2 separate regions of the Mus musculus genome follow, and region 2 is linked to region 1. A link is a contact called in public HiChIP or PLAC-seq data. All regions are on one chromosome and are shown on one strand. The core of a region is the stretch at or near the end of the contact, and the rest is flanking DNA. Distances in the headings are between cores, read along the strand shown. Region 1 overlaps Arhgef28 (Rho guanine nucleotide exchange factor (GEF) 28). Region 2 holds the start of Enc1 (ectodermal-neural cortex 1).

Evidence for each region. HiChIP or PLAC-seq counts read pairs in DNA pulled down with a chosen protein or histone mark.
Region 2: a contact with region 1 is called in an H3K4me3 HiChIP or PLAC-seq map of embryonic forebrain, with 11 times the contacts expected there. The contact joins the promoter of Enc1 here to the enhancer-like site in region 1. A contact is called at or near these places in 3 of 39 promoter capture datasets (embryonic stem cells, epiblast stem cells and hippocampal neurons), 1 of 15 datasets of contacts at CTCF or cohesin (the NIH/3T3 cell line), 3 of 484 Hi-C or Micro-C datasets (bone marrow-derived macrophages, cerebral cortex and embryonic fibroblasts) and 25 of 115 datasets of contacts at active chromatin or transcription factors (acute myeloid leukemia, astrocytes, cardiomyocytes and 19 more).

The regions. Positions count from the first base shown.
Region 1 is chr13:97,897,638-97,904,806 of GRCm38.p6, reverse strand. Arhgef28 (Rho guanine nucleotide exchange factor (GEF) 28) reads left to right here. Exons shown (of 36, transcript NM_012026.2): 36 at 4,991-6,212. The coding sequence ends at 5,160. Among named protein-coding and RNA genes, the nearest start is that of Gm34388, 7.2 kb to the right of the region's middle. Within about 2 kb of position 4,201, at least 35 of the 459 cell types and tissues checked have an H3K27ac peak or open chromatin away from gene starts, as enhancers often do. A contact at or near this core is called in embryonic basal ganglia, embryonic forebrain, forebrain and 2 more, where this site is marked.
Region 2 is chr13:97,237,088-97,244,357 of GRCm38.p6, reverse strand. Enc1 (ectodermal-neural cortex 1) reads right to left here and starts at 3,253. Exons shown (of 3, transcript NM_007930.4): 1 at 2,829-3,253.

The sequences.
Region 1 (7,169 bases), core at 2,952-5,451:
AATAAACAAGAGCAGAACCATGGCTCAGGAGACCTGGAGTTCTGTTTGTGTGAGGTAAGAAGGGTTAAACAATGTGACATCAATGGTTTCAAAAGAGTAGACTAATCATGCTCGCTGCACCCTGGTTGTCTGGGTCCTCGGCCATTGCTATGCTGCTGGGTTCATCCAGACCTTGGCACTGATGCCTAGGATGAAAGTTATAGCGTTATTAATGTTAAATAAAACTTTCATTTCAAAATGGTCGTGATTGCAAGTGGCTTTTCCTGAAGGATGTGGCAGCACATACTAGTAGTCCCAGCATTTGTGAGGTAGATGCAAGAGGATCTTGAGTTCAAGGTCAGCCTAAACTATATAGTAAGACTCGATCTGAAATACACACACACACACACACACACACACACACACACACACGCACGCACGCACGCACACACACACACACACACACACGCACGCACGCACACGTACATGCACAAGAAAATAAATATGTAAATAAATAAAATGTTTTCATATACAGAAAATTCAGGAAAAGGCAAAGAATATGCTAACTACCTGTCTTCAAATTAGAGACAAGCCTTGTCTTGTTGGCAAGCGACTCTTATATTTGCTGGTCACAAGAGCAGAGATCAAGTGTAGATTGCAGCTATGAATGGTACTAGTTAGTTTCCCAGCCCTTTAAGGATAATGTGTGGGCTCTGTTCAAACATGTGTTGTTGAGAAGGCTGAAGACAGATGAATGGAAAAAAGATGACTCCCTTATAAACATTCATTTAAATGCAACTTCAAGTAATGGATTTGATTGCATTGTGAATTCTTTTGTTTTGTCTTACTTCTAGAATGTTGTTTGTAGAGTCACTGAACCCAAATAGAGGATTTCATGATTTCAGCCCAATCCTTCATGACTTGCCCAGGGCGACATTTCACCCCATGGTGTAGATTTGAATCACTTCACAGTTTATGAGTCACTTTGTTCATCATAGATATAACACTGATGATGGTTTCGGAACCATTTGTAGGCTGATAATGAAAATAGCTAATTATCAAGTTGGCTCAAAATGATACTAATTATGGTGATACAGTGGAGGGCCAAATGTCTTCAGCGTGTGTTAGAAATTCCAGTATTAGTGAACAGAGGAAAGGATGAGAGCCACACACACCAGCGTCAACAGGCAGGCTGTCACTAAGGGGACCATCTTAGGTTGTGCATGCATGTCCCTTAGCAAGGGTCATGTTCTTTTGTACCAAATGTCTACAAGAAAAAGAAATGATATCAGTCAGATTGAGACAGTCTCTGCCATTTGAAGTGGCTTTAGAGGGCTAGCCTAGACCCACAGTGGTCCTCACAATGAGGCTACGGGGATGTCTTTTGAAAGTTAATATGTTAGTGTGCAAACCGGTAGCTCAGGTCTGAAGCAGACGAGGCCCCGGACTAAGCTTCCACTTTTCCACTTGGTTCAGCCAGACTTTTGGGTTTTAAAATGTGTTTCAGTTTATTTGTCTCTATTTTAGGCTTAGTAATGTGTACTCTGTTCTCTTTCCAGAGATGTGGTGAGGTTCAAATTATCCTGTCAGAAGGGAGAGTGTTGCAGTTTTGAAATTGTGTCTCATTTGAATAGCGTCTGCCTTTCAGGTCCCTAGATCCTGACCCCATGAATATTTCTTTGTTTATTAAAAAAATAAGAAAGTTTTATTTTTCTCTCCATGAATCATCAGGCATTTTGATCACCGATGCAATGGAATAATTTCATTTTGAACTCCCCAAGAATTCTGCTTTCTGAACCGGCGAGGTTCCGTTTGAAGAAATACACTTTCAGTTTCGGGTTCTGTATAAGGATCACTTTCTTTGGGGTAAAATGAAATATGGAAAAAGGTGGCTGGCTTTCAGAAACACACAGTTGCTCTGCTAAAGTTCTCTCGGGGGTAGAAATAGAGTAATAAGATCAGAAATCACAGCATGGCTTCTATTTCAAAATCAAACGGCCTGACCTTGTCTGCATAGTTCAGGTAGACACGAAGAAGGAATGGGGAGCAGGAAATTGAGTTCCCCCTGGGTGACACAGGGCCACATAGCATCCAGTTGGGGCCCAATGTCCTGGTAGAAATAGTGTTTTCTTACGTCTTCGTCCTCATTCCAAAATATTCTGATTAAAGTCCTGCTCCCCACTGTACATGTGCAAGTGTGTGCATGCACACACACTCCTGTCCCATAATCATGATTGTGTCTTAGTCTTCTGGAACTGCAGCCAATCATTTTAAAGATAGGAGAAATTTTTTTCCCAATATGCATTTGGTTCTTTGGCTTGCTTTTTGCTTTTCTCCTGAAGCCATTAATGAGACATCCCAGATTGCCAAACTCCTGGGCATTTTGGACTCTGCTTCATCCAAAAGGCTAGGAGCTTCATGGATTACAGGAGTGTGCCCGGGGGCTATCACATTTCAGCAATCAGCTCCCAACCACCTCTGTCCATGGGTGATTTTGTTTTCCATTCTCAGTGTAATGGTTTGTGTGTCCTGGCTGGCCCATCCACTGGCAAGGGCTGGCCATTGGCAAAGGGGCACAGCTGCTGCAGTATAGGTGACCTGTTCAACCTGCCAGTATTTTCTAGATGAAAGTGTTGAGATTTTTTTTCCTTTGAAGTCGTTTTGTATCAGCACCAGCTGATCCAAGAGCTTGGGAGAGGAATTAAGATCTGTGAACACCATGTCCACAGACAAGCACACCCTGTCTCTTAAAGTGGTCAGATAGGGTGGGGAAGCACTTCTGGTTGATTTGTAGTCTTGCCCAGGTTGATTTGAAATCATTGCTTGGGATCTTTGCCTTTGTCTGACCATGTAGGGGAGGTTGCTAGGCCTGTAATTACTGCCCCATTGGTTTAAGGGGGCTCAGTACACCTTTTTCTTTGCTATCTTTTAGGAGGGTGAGTAGAGAGAAGATATTAGACATGTAGGATCTTGTAACCTGAAAGAGCTGGGGCAAGTCATTTGCAGCTCACTGAGAAGTGAGGTCATGAGACCTGAAGAGGGAGGTACCTTTCTGGAGCCCTGAAGTTCTCTAAGCTGAGGTCTCAGATACTTCCAGCTGTGTGATGCTGGGCACAAAGTTGAACTAGCCTGAGCCTTAGTTTCCCAACTTGTAAACTGTGGGTTACATCTTGAGTTGCAAAGCGATGTGGAACATAAAAGACTTGGCACAGCTTTTGGCTGGTGGCGAGAAGATCCTGACAGATGTGATGGCTCCTTCTCAGAAGCATCTTCAACAGCCTTTAGATAATGCGCTCCTTGTGTTTGGGATACAGGACTTGAAGTCACGTTCCCCCCAGCGTAAGAGGTTTTCTTCCCGGGTTGGTGATGATGTGGCTCAATTGGTAGACTGCCGGCTTAGCATATATCCAGAACACCATGAGTTGATCCACAGTTCCACATCAACTGAGCATGGTTGCTTGTATCTGTAATTCCACAACCCAGAAAATCAGGAGAATTGGGAGTTCAAGATCACCCTTGGCTATCTCAGGATATGAGAGACCCAGTCTCAAGGAGAAAAAGGAAAAAAAAAAAAAGAGTTAGGCTTGGCCTGTGCCTTTGATTGAGTTGAAGCAGGTAGCCTATCTCCTCACCCTACCCTCAGGGTCCTCCATTATTTCAGAGTCATGTAATCTGACTCTACTTCCTAAGGCCCTGGCTGCTCCCCAGCCATCCCCACCTCTTATTGGAAAAAGGGAAGACCTGAGGGGTAGCAAAAAGATGAAGCCCCGTGGGGACATTCTGCCCTTCATGTTTACCCAGCCAGCCATACTGCATTCCCTAGCAGCAAACTTCCTGTCTGGAGGAAAAGGTTAGGAGCATTTTATCATTAGGATGGAGACAGGTATGATAGCTGTCTAAATAACGGTGGCTTAGGATAAAATGTGGCAAAGGGGATAATGGTTTCTTTTTGATGACTGAGATAGAAATAGGTAGACCTCAGGATGACCTGCCCTCACTCCGCATGCAGATCTGCTTGCCTCTGCCTTTAACCAGGAGCTGCTTACCTGTAATTTTGCTACCTCGGGGAGGTTGGATATTGGGAGAAATGCCATAAAAATGATTTGGAGCAAGTATGTTTTTTTTTTCTTCTTCAAATCAAAGCACCCCTTCATCTACCCCCTTAAAGCACAACATAGAAGCCTTTATCAGAAAAGGGGAGACAGTGCCTGCTGTTGCTAGGCAACCAGGGGAAAAAAAACTGCAAGCCCAGCTACAGTCGCAGTTAGCAAGATTTTCCCAGAAACCTAGCTGCTCTTGCAAAGTCCTTTGTGTAGCATTAGCAGACATGTATGGTGGGTGGATAGACGGTCTTCTTCACTCTTCAGCCCCCTTTTTTCCGACCCCTTCCTTGCCTACACTAGTGAACCCCAAAATAAATGGAGTCTTGAGACCATGTTTTGTTTGTTTGTATGGTTGATTGTTTTGTTTGTTTGTTTGTTTGTTTGTTTGTTTTCTGGAGACAGGGTTTCTCTGTGTAACCCTGGCTGTCCTGGAACTCTCTCTGTAGACCAGACTGGCCTCAAACATAGAGATCCACCTGCCTCCACCTCCAGAGTGCTAGGATTAACACGGTGTGTGCCACCATGCATCCTGAGACCAATTCTTTACTTGAGCATTCTGAAGGGAGATACATACAGAGTCTGTGATGCACAAAAGGCTGTCTGCAGTTTTGAGGCCTGAACCCACTTAAGATTAGCGGGAATCCTTTTCTCTGGCAACAGTGACTGTCACCAGTGTTCCCTTAAGAGTGTTCAGTGAAGGCAATTTTCATTAATAGGATGCTTGTGCCCACGACTGAATATTGATGTCCTCACTAGATAGCTGCTCTGTTCCTGTCTTCCTGGACGAACTTGGGCATTTTCTCTTTGGTTGACCACAAGGTCGCTCTTTTTCCTAACTGTGAAGCGGAAAGTGTCATCTGTCTTGCGGGTTCCAAGTGGAGTCTTCTGTAACCTGTCATGTCTTTCAGTTGCAGATTTGGACTCCTTCCAGAGTGAATCGTCATCTCCCCAGGACTCCAATCAGCGTGGCCCCCAGCCACAGACACTCACAACAGAAGCAAAACTAAGTCTTCCGATGGCGGCTGGACACGGTGGCGATGCTGGAGACGGGGCTGAAGAAAACATTCTTTACCTCTGATTGTGTGGCCATTTGTTTTCCCAAGCAAACAAACATAAACCACTGGCACTTTGGGGAGAGTTTCTCCTTGGCCCCAGCCCTTGAGTGTGTGATTCTCTGTGCCCAACTTGCTTTAAGAAGAATATTTAATATCCCATGCACGTTCAATTTTTGGCATGAGTCTAATAATTAAATTATTAAAAAAAAGAAAAAAGAAAAACAACCCAGCTCCGCGCGTGTGTCATCTTTAACTGATCTCACCCACTTTTGAGTTTCTAGAGGAGAAACTTCACTTGAGTGAGCCGAAGGATGTGAACGAGTTTTCACTTTGAAATTCCACATTACACTGTGTACCCATTCATCTGGAGTGTGAAATGCATCTTGAGATAAAGATGAAGCCATTTTGATTTGGAAAATGATCTTTTCCAGGGCTGAATTTCTGATATCACAGCAGTTGCTTATTGTGAGTAGCCTTGATACCACAAAGAAGGCAGAGGAAGTTTTGGGAAAGACCTTTTCTCACTTTGTTCTTACGTGTGAATGTTGGGGTCTTCAGAGTTGAGGTGCTGTTACCCTCACTGTACAGCCCCTGTGTCCTATCTAAGAACCTGTTCATACTGGGTGGGCGCTGTACAGGAACACAGTCTGGGCGTGCTTGGGACCTGGGTCACCTTGCTTTGTAGCTCACTCTCTTGAACAGATGCTGCTGGGTTCAGAGTCTCTTCAGCACCATCTTTTAGCCCAGCCTGGAGCCTCCACCATGACATGTTAGCTGTAAATAGTGAAACTCCCAAGAGAGAGCCCTCACTTGGGCCTCCTAGGCAGGACTGAGTGTCAAGGACTACAGTCGACTTGCAGGAACCCAGCCTGTAGGTCAGAAGGACAAAGGGGCTAGCTCTTGGTGAAGCTTGCTGCCTGCCTGGGCTTTTCTACAGAGGGACAAAGGGCACTTCTTGATTTCAGAGTACCCGTGGCTCTCTGTGAGAAAGTAAACCAGGAAATGTTCTCATCTTGTTCTTTGGAAATATTTGTCCATGTTCTGGTCAGTGTCAATAAATATCTTTTGCCTCATTATTTTACTCTGTAAATTTAATATTAAACCTAGGACCATAGCAAAACACACATTTCACACACGCAAATTGGTCCTAATGGAAACCGAAAAGGAATGGGGTTGGAGGCAACCATTACATTCATCCAGAATTGCAGCAACAACCGGGGAGACATGGTGGGGGGAAGGGCAGTCACTCAAATCCCAACTTATTTTTCCTGAAGTTATAAATTGTCTCTCTATTTTAACAGGTCAAATCTTAAAGCTTTAAAGACTCTCTTTGGAGAGGTGCCCTTTTGTAGCTCCTGTAGATCTATGCTTTTCTTAAAGTGCATTAAAAAGTCCAGTGACTAAGTTTTCCCCAGCAGGGATAGTCATTAAAATTCGGACAACTTACTAAAACTCTGTTATTTTACCTCTGAGGCAAACTCCTAATGACATGAGCCCCACTCCACCCCCAAAGACACCTAGGGAGAAAAGTTTCTTCCTGTCTGCATTAAAGCTGATCTCAGAATCCTATACACTTTGAATGGAAAGCTTAGAGTTATTTCCATCTATATCTTCGCTCTGATAACTATAAATATCTTTTTTTCTCATGGTAGAGGAGATGGAAATAGTAAAAATATGTAAAGATGTTTAAAAAATCCCCATGGAGTTCTGCTTTAAAATCTGTACTCAGTTGACCTTCAGGCTGTGAAAACCCAGGCCTCCAATGCCACACTCTTGGGGCCGCTTGGACAGTTTTTGAGATGCCGGGATTCATAGGTTCATCTTGGTCATGCTGTTATCTAATGCTTTTCTATTTTAACTGGTGCAGCTAGATGACCAAGCCTCCTCTGGAAGCTCTTCCTTTTCATGTCTTTACTGTGTAATAAATCGGAACGGCTTGTCTGTCCACCGCACCCATTCCTATGCTAAACACATAGCTACAGCCATCTCGATAGCAGATGGGGCCTTTGAAAAGTTACTGTATTCTGAAGGT
Region 2 (7,270 bases), core at 2,004-4,503, 660 kb after region 1:
TGGCCAAGCTTTTACTCCAAGGTAAAAGAGACCGTTTCTACCTAGACGGCTCTACCACTCCAGAGCTCTAAATGCACAGAATGTAAACATTTGTGCACACTGATCCCCAGGCTGCAGTGAAAGCACGAGGTAGATGCTGGCCACAATTACCTCCCATCTTTCTGAACCTGGACAGCTTCCAAAATGAGACTTTGGCACATAAAAGGAAGAATATTTTGAGCAGGCAGCTTCGTGCTAATTTTTTTTTTCCTTCTGTTCTTCCTGCTCTATACCAATTCTTGGAAAACCATCACAAGAACAAAGGATGCTTCCGCCCACCTCTTTGATTAAACACTCCATCACCGGGACTGTTACGTACCTGCAGATGCCGCACCTGCATACTGGGAGTTCAAACTGCAAACACTGCTTTATGTAAATGTAAAAGCACACAGGGGTGTGTGTGTGTGTGTGTGTGTGCGTGTGTGTGTGATTCATGTTCCTATGTGTGAATTTTAACAGCCATTGTTCATGGAGGGCTACTGTAGAGTTTATTGGCTAGCTTTAGTGCTTTTCTAAGTACCAAAATTAGCACCAGTGGAATCTAATGCTATCTCTTTTGGGTATCTGTTGTAAGAAAACTAGGGGCCAATAATATGGACAATGTCCACTATCCATCTTAAAAAATGGAATTAACTCCCCCTTCTGACAACACTCTTCTTAGGCTCTGAAGGAGGATAAAACCTTAAGAATCTGCCAGAAGAGGTTGTTTATGGCGGTAGGATAGACTCTGTAGTTAGCTACTGTTATCTTTTCTGATGCAAACAGCCTGAACTTACAGCCCAGCTGGGTCCCACTGCTTTTCCTTCAGTCATTCAGATTTTTAATTTATATGCCAGAAATTATTAATAAATATGGCTTGCCAGATTCATGAGCTAAAACTGCAAAATCCCCCTCCAGCCCCCCACCCCCGCAGCTGTGAGGTTTGGCACAGAAAAAAAGTAACAAAGGTAGGTGTCTGATGAGACACTCGCTCTTATCTTTAGGCGAGGTAACTTGTTTTCCTCTTAGTTTTGGAATGTTACTTTCCATGCGGGGTAAACAAGACCAAAGACCAAGTAAGCATCAAACTTACAAAGCTTCAGTGTTGCGAAGCCTGCACACAGCACCCAGGACTTCCCAGTGGGTAGCGGGATGAAGAGGACCCAAGCATCTCCCCCACCTCAAGCAAAGGCTCTATCTTCTAGTCCAGCTTAACCCAATGTGGAAAGTTCTGCAGAATGACCCAGTGGAGGCATCCTCTGTGAAGACACTAAGCTTAGGAAGTGTTCAGGCTCCCAGGCACTTGCAATCTGCTTGCTTTATCCCCGTGGATGCCATTTAAATGAATGCGTTCGGTCTGAGTTATTTTGAGGAAGACTTTAAGCCTAAACCTCTAAATGATTGTCTCTAGTCTAAGGAAGCTGCCTCCTCTCGGGCTAAGAGCCAAGAAAGGAACACAAGAATCTAAGTGCTAGCAGGCTGAGCTGGAATCCCACGGGGCTGGGGAGTCAGGGTGGTATAAAACAACGTTCACAACCAGGTGTATACTTAAGAAAACAGTTTGTCTAGAAGGCCTACAGGATGTGCACCACTCTGCATCCTGTGTTTATGCTGCTGTGTTTTCTAAGTCTCCCCCAGAAAACCAGGAGGCAGAGTCTAACCTGTCACCTTGGATCCCATCCCACTGGGAGAGAATGTCACTGTCACAATCTCTCATCTTGCAACCACTGTATGATTAAAACAAAAGGTGCTCCTGAAGACCCTAGGGAGACAACGTGCTCTCTGGTTTAGAATCATGCAAACATCAAAATATCCAGACATAATTTATACATACGGTTATACAAAAAACACCTTCAACATAAAACGAATCATCCTTTCCAACATTTTTTAAAGACCCCAGAGACATAAATCTGCATGCTAAGGAAATGACCCCCAAAATGCACACATATACTTAACTTGCGTCTACAAAGAAGGCAGAGAAAAAGACTGCTATTACTGTGAACATCAAAAGGGCACCTAGTTCAGTGACTTCAGTTCACTTCCTGCTGCTTCCAGGCAGGACGTCTGCCTCCAACACTGGGAGCACCTCCATCTCTCTCCTGGTTAAGCCTGATCTCGATCCCACGAGCAAAGAAGCCAGGCAGACGTTCCCAAGCACTCACATTACTGACAACAACGGAGCCACACTATAAAGATGTTTACCAAAATAGCTCTTGGCCACGCCGTCCCCTCCAACACTTGCAACGGCTACTCTCAACACGCTGGACATGCCAGTGAGGACGACACCAAATTACAAGTCCAAGTCCACTGTTTCATCTCCACCCCGCCCACCAATTCCTACCTAGCCTTTGAAATTAATAATGTCATTCTAAAAGGCAAAAGCTTGCAGGAGAAGAAACTCGTTTTTCAGGAACCAGTTTTCATTCATTTGGCTGCAGTCAAGTGGCCGCAGGAGGAGGTCTGCGCATGGCCTCCACCGCCCCCCAAAGCCGGCTACGAGGCACCCTGGGGAACCGATCCCACGCGCTGGGCTTCCTGGAGACTGCTAGGAGCCGGGATATTATCCCCAACCTGGTTCCTCGCACCCACCGATACTTGCCCGGGCGTTACACCGCAGAGGGGAGGCAAGTTGCTCTCCCAGTGCCGTTCCCACTCCAGCGACTGTTCTGCCTCGAGAGCACCTCCTGGGCTTAAGCCTCAGCCAGGGTGGCGGGCGCCGGCTCGATGCTCCCAAGCACACCCCGCGGCCGACTCCCACCGCCCGAAACCCGGGCGCCCGCAACAGGTTTGGGGTTGCAGGGCAAACTTACAGTAGTGGCGGCTGGCCTCTGCACACAACCGGCTGCGGTTCTTGCCTCGGTCACCCGCAGGGAGCCGACGAAGGGCGTCTCTGTTCCAGGAAGCGGTGGCGATCGCCGGGGAGAAAGGAGCGCTGGGAAGGGAGGCGATAGCGTCCGGGGTAGTGGCTCCCGGGCTGGTTTCGGCAGGCAGCTGACCTCGGTCTCCGGATCTGCTGCTACGGACCTGGCGCCCCGGCCGGGCCAAGCGTCTGCCGGCGCGCGCCTAGCCAGGGGAGAGTGAGCCTGCGGCGGCCGCGCCGCGGAGGAAGGCGGTCTGCACGCAGGGGGAGGGAACGGGGTTGCGGCGTGAGCGCTGGCGGCCGCCTGGCGTCGGCTCCGGGTCTCTGCAGCGCCTCCGTCGCGCCGCTGGCTCTGAGGCTGCGGGAGCTGACTGCGCCGGGCCACCGTGCGCCGGCCTATAAGTTGCGCCCGGGAGGGGGCGCGTATGCAAAGAGACTCGCTAGGGGGAGGAGGGAGGAAGCGCGTCCACTACGCGGGCAGGAGCGGGAGGAGCTGGGGGGGGGGATGACGGGGGGGGCGGTTAGCCGGAGAGGAACTAGGGGAGTGGGGCGGGGAGCGAACGGAGACAAAGCGGACGCCCTCGCTCAGCAACGGGCAGCTGCAGCCCTCGGGGACCGGGAAGAAAATAAGTTTTAGAGGCTCGGAGGGTCTTCGCCTCCTCGGGTCAACCCCATTCAAGGCTAGGTCGGGGGCTGGGGCACCCAACTCAGGGGAAAGCAGCCCTAGGCGCTTTCCTGCGCTCGAGGGTGCCGGGATCCTAAGAATGCTCAGTGGAGTAGCCAAGGCCAAGCTGGGGATCCACCGCTCCCGCATGCACTCACTGGGTTAGACACCCCAGCGGCAGGCAGAGCCTAGTTCCCGCAGGAGCAAGGGAAGAAGCCTAGGTCTGGACCTCGGGGAACACTGCAGGTTGCGCAAGTGGACATTGGGTTACTTGCTGGCAAGAGGCCAGACTCCAAACTCTTGTGGGGGGCTTCCTTCTCCACCCCAAGTTGGTGAGGAAGCCGCGGCAGGACTCTGTCTCGCTCGGAGCTGGAGCCGCAGCAACCCCAGCTGGGTCCTGAGGGCCCACGTGTTTCGCAACCAATCGCCCAGGGCCGCTAGATTCAAAGCCAACTCCTCCAAGGAGCAGACACGCTGCCTCCTCCTGGTAGGGAAGATGTCTGTTACCTTCGGAGACTTGGCCTTTCCTGGGTTTGGTTGGTTGGTGGAGTCTGGAGTTCAGTCAAGAAATAGCGTGTCCCCCCCCCCCAAAAAAAACAACAACCATCACCCCACACACACACCTAAAGTCTCGAGGGCCTAGCAAAAGAAGGAACTCTATCCTAAATAAATAAATAAATAAATAAATAAATAAATAAATAAATAAACAAACGTGGCCACAACTGTTTATGACTCTCATTTTTGACTCTCTGTGCTGGGAGCTAAAACGACACTTTGAGTTGGCTCTTATTCGGCATTTGAGATATGTAGGGACGAATTGTATAGATTATTAGCCCAAACCCTTTATTGTGCAGGTGAGGAAAGAGAGGTCTTTGGCGATGTGAATTGCCTGGCTGGAGACCTGCAGGGCCTCAGTAGTGGCCAGGGAGTTTGCCCTATCCTCTTCATCTCCCCAACGCTTCGCCCCCAGTCTTCCTTTTCTTAAGACACCAGGCGTAGCAATGGTTTAAACCGGCGCAGGAGGCTCCACATGGCGCTTCCTGAGACCACAGACTGCTGAAACCCGCAGGGTTGGTCCTTTATCCCAGCTCCCTCTCTCTGGCTTCCTCTGCTATTGAGGCTGATAGATTTTGCTCATCGCAAAGAAAGACAGTGCCCTCTTAAGTCCTTTCTTAGCATTAACTCGTCAGCCTCACGACAGCCTTTTCAAATCTGTTTCCTATTTTAATTTTTGATAGCGTCTTGGCTCCATTTTGCTTTACAGAGCCAGGGAAAAAGCTCGAGGGATTCAAGGTAAGAACCAGGTGTGGAGGCCCCCAGGGGCAGCAAGGAGCCAGGCAGGCAGAATTCCGTTCCCAAGGAGAGAAAGATTACAACCAATAGAAAGCAAACGGATGGAAACGGAGTTCGCATCAGAGATAGGCTCTGACGAGAGGAAGATAGGAACAGGTCTCCGAGTCTTTTAAAAGCATATTTCTATGTCCTGTGGAGGCACCAAAGCCCACTACTGTGCACTTTCTGGCCCTTTTTCTTTGTTTTCATCTGTCTGGGTTTGGGTCAAACACAAATATGTGGGTTTAGGGCACTAACAGTTCATGTGTACCAGTGGAGTGGAACACTGTTCCATTAAGAAGTTAGCACATCTTCTCTTTTGACAAAATATGCCTGTCTTTCTCCCAAAGCCACCTAGAACTGCTGCTGCTGCCTGGAAGCAGTATATATACCTATGTCAGCTGGTTGGCTGGGGGTTTTGCCAGGAGAAGTCAGCTGGCAGAGGATAGATAATCGTTTCTATTGCATCTCCCACCTGGAAGTTGCAGCATCCACAATGAAGTAAACAGTGAAGTTCGCTTCTCTTTGTAGAGTGCTTGGCTAAGCAAGAGGGCTAAAAGGATGCTAAGTCCAGCTGTTAGCTGCCGCTGTATCTTTTCTACCTAATGTTACCACTTCCTGTGCTTCAAATCAAGAAAACAAAATCACAGCCTAGAAACTTCTGAAATGAAATCAGTGACCATCCACATCCCTTCCTCTGCTAACGGGAGATAAGCAACTTCCGGTGACGGAATTTGTTTATATAGGTTACACAAACCAGGAAATACTGAAAGACACAGGAAGTGAACTTATATTTTAGAAAAGTGCATGTTTCCAGTGACCCTCAGACATGAGCCAGAGTATGAAAATTCTTTCGACTGCTGGGCGGCTTCTAATGCCTTTCTCACGGCTGAGAGTGATTTGCAACTTAGTGGATTTATGATCATAGAAACTCAAACTATATCTTTTTATGGTCTCTCCCAGCCAATGGCAAAAGTCATTCTTATCACCTTGTTCACAGGAAGCAAAGGTGAGTCGTGTGCGTGTACAGGAAGAAACCGCTCCACAGGATTGTGATTGCCCTAGACTACAACAGACAGGGCCGGATGCCGAGGTGTAAGACCTCAGGAGAGGAGGCCACTCCTTAGCTTTGTACAGCAGCCTGAGCTTGATTCAGGATGCTAGTTAGGCTGGTCCCGCTGGCCGCTGGAAAACTGTCTTTGCCTGGCCTTGGGACTCTAAACCAAGGTTGTTTTGAATGCTGTTAAGAAGCTGTGCCCAAGGCTTTGGCCTTGTTATCTTCCTTAACGATATTATTTTGCTAGGCTGCAAAATCAGCAGCGTGGGGTTAAATGTATTAGCTGCCTTCAAACCTAATCTATCTTCATTCATTCCTAATTATTCTCAGGCTGAATTAATGAGAGTGATTTAATTAACACCATACAATCACAGTACCAGGGACTGGACAGCTCAGGGGATTAGACCAAACTGGGCCAGGCAGCTGCCACCCGGCCACTTACAGGTTCCCAAAGCCTTACCCAAATTCAGACATGTCCCCTGCTGGGATTCCAGAAGGGCCCCCTTTGTTCTTTGAATCACTTCCTCAGTCTGTGTGAGGAAGATGGCAGCCCTCCTACCTAGGCTTTGAGAACCAGGCCCAGTAGAGTCAACATGGCAGAGGGCCAAATGCCCACCCAAGGTGTGATGACTAATCTTTATTGTTAACTCGGCTGGATTTAGAACCACCTAGGAGGGCTGGTGAGATGGCTCAGTGGGTAAGAGCACCCGACTGCTCTTCTGAAGGCCCGGAGTTCAAATCCCAGCAACCACATGGTGGCTCACAACCATCTGTAATGGGATCTGATGCCCTCTTTTGGTACCATCTGTATGTAATAGGATCTCTTCTGGTGTGTCTGAAGACAGCTACAATATACATAGAAATAAACAAATAAAAATTTAAAAGGTTTTCAAAAAAAATCACCTAGGAGAGATATACCTTAAGGCATGTGTCAGAGAGGGCATCTACAGAGAGTTTCCATTGAGGAGGAAGACCCTGACCCTGAATGGAGACAGAGCCATCCCACGGGCTTGTGGTTTCAGACTAAATGCATTGGGGGTGGGGGGAGCTGACCACTGGCATTCACCTCTCTCTGCTCACTGAAGATGGCAGTGTGACCAGCCATCGCACACTCCTAACCCTGCCTCCTTGCAGTGGACTATATTTCTTTAAATTATGAGCCCAAATAAATCTTTTTTTTTCTCCCTATCTTGCTTCTTTTCCAATACTTGGTAACACCACCATCGACAAGAGAAACACCTAGAATCTGTACTTTTCTTTTTATCAGCTTGAACCTCTGCTAGGAAGTGGACATTCAGCCGGGATGCCATCTCCTGGTCACACGTGTGGAAGGGAAAGG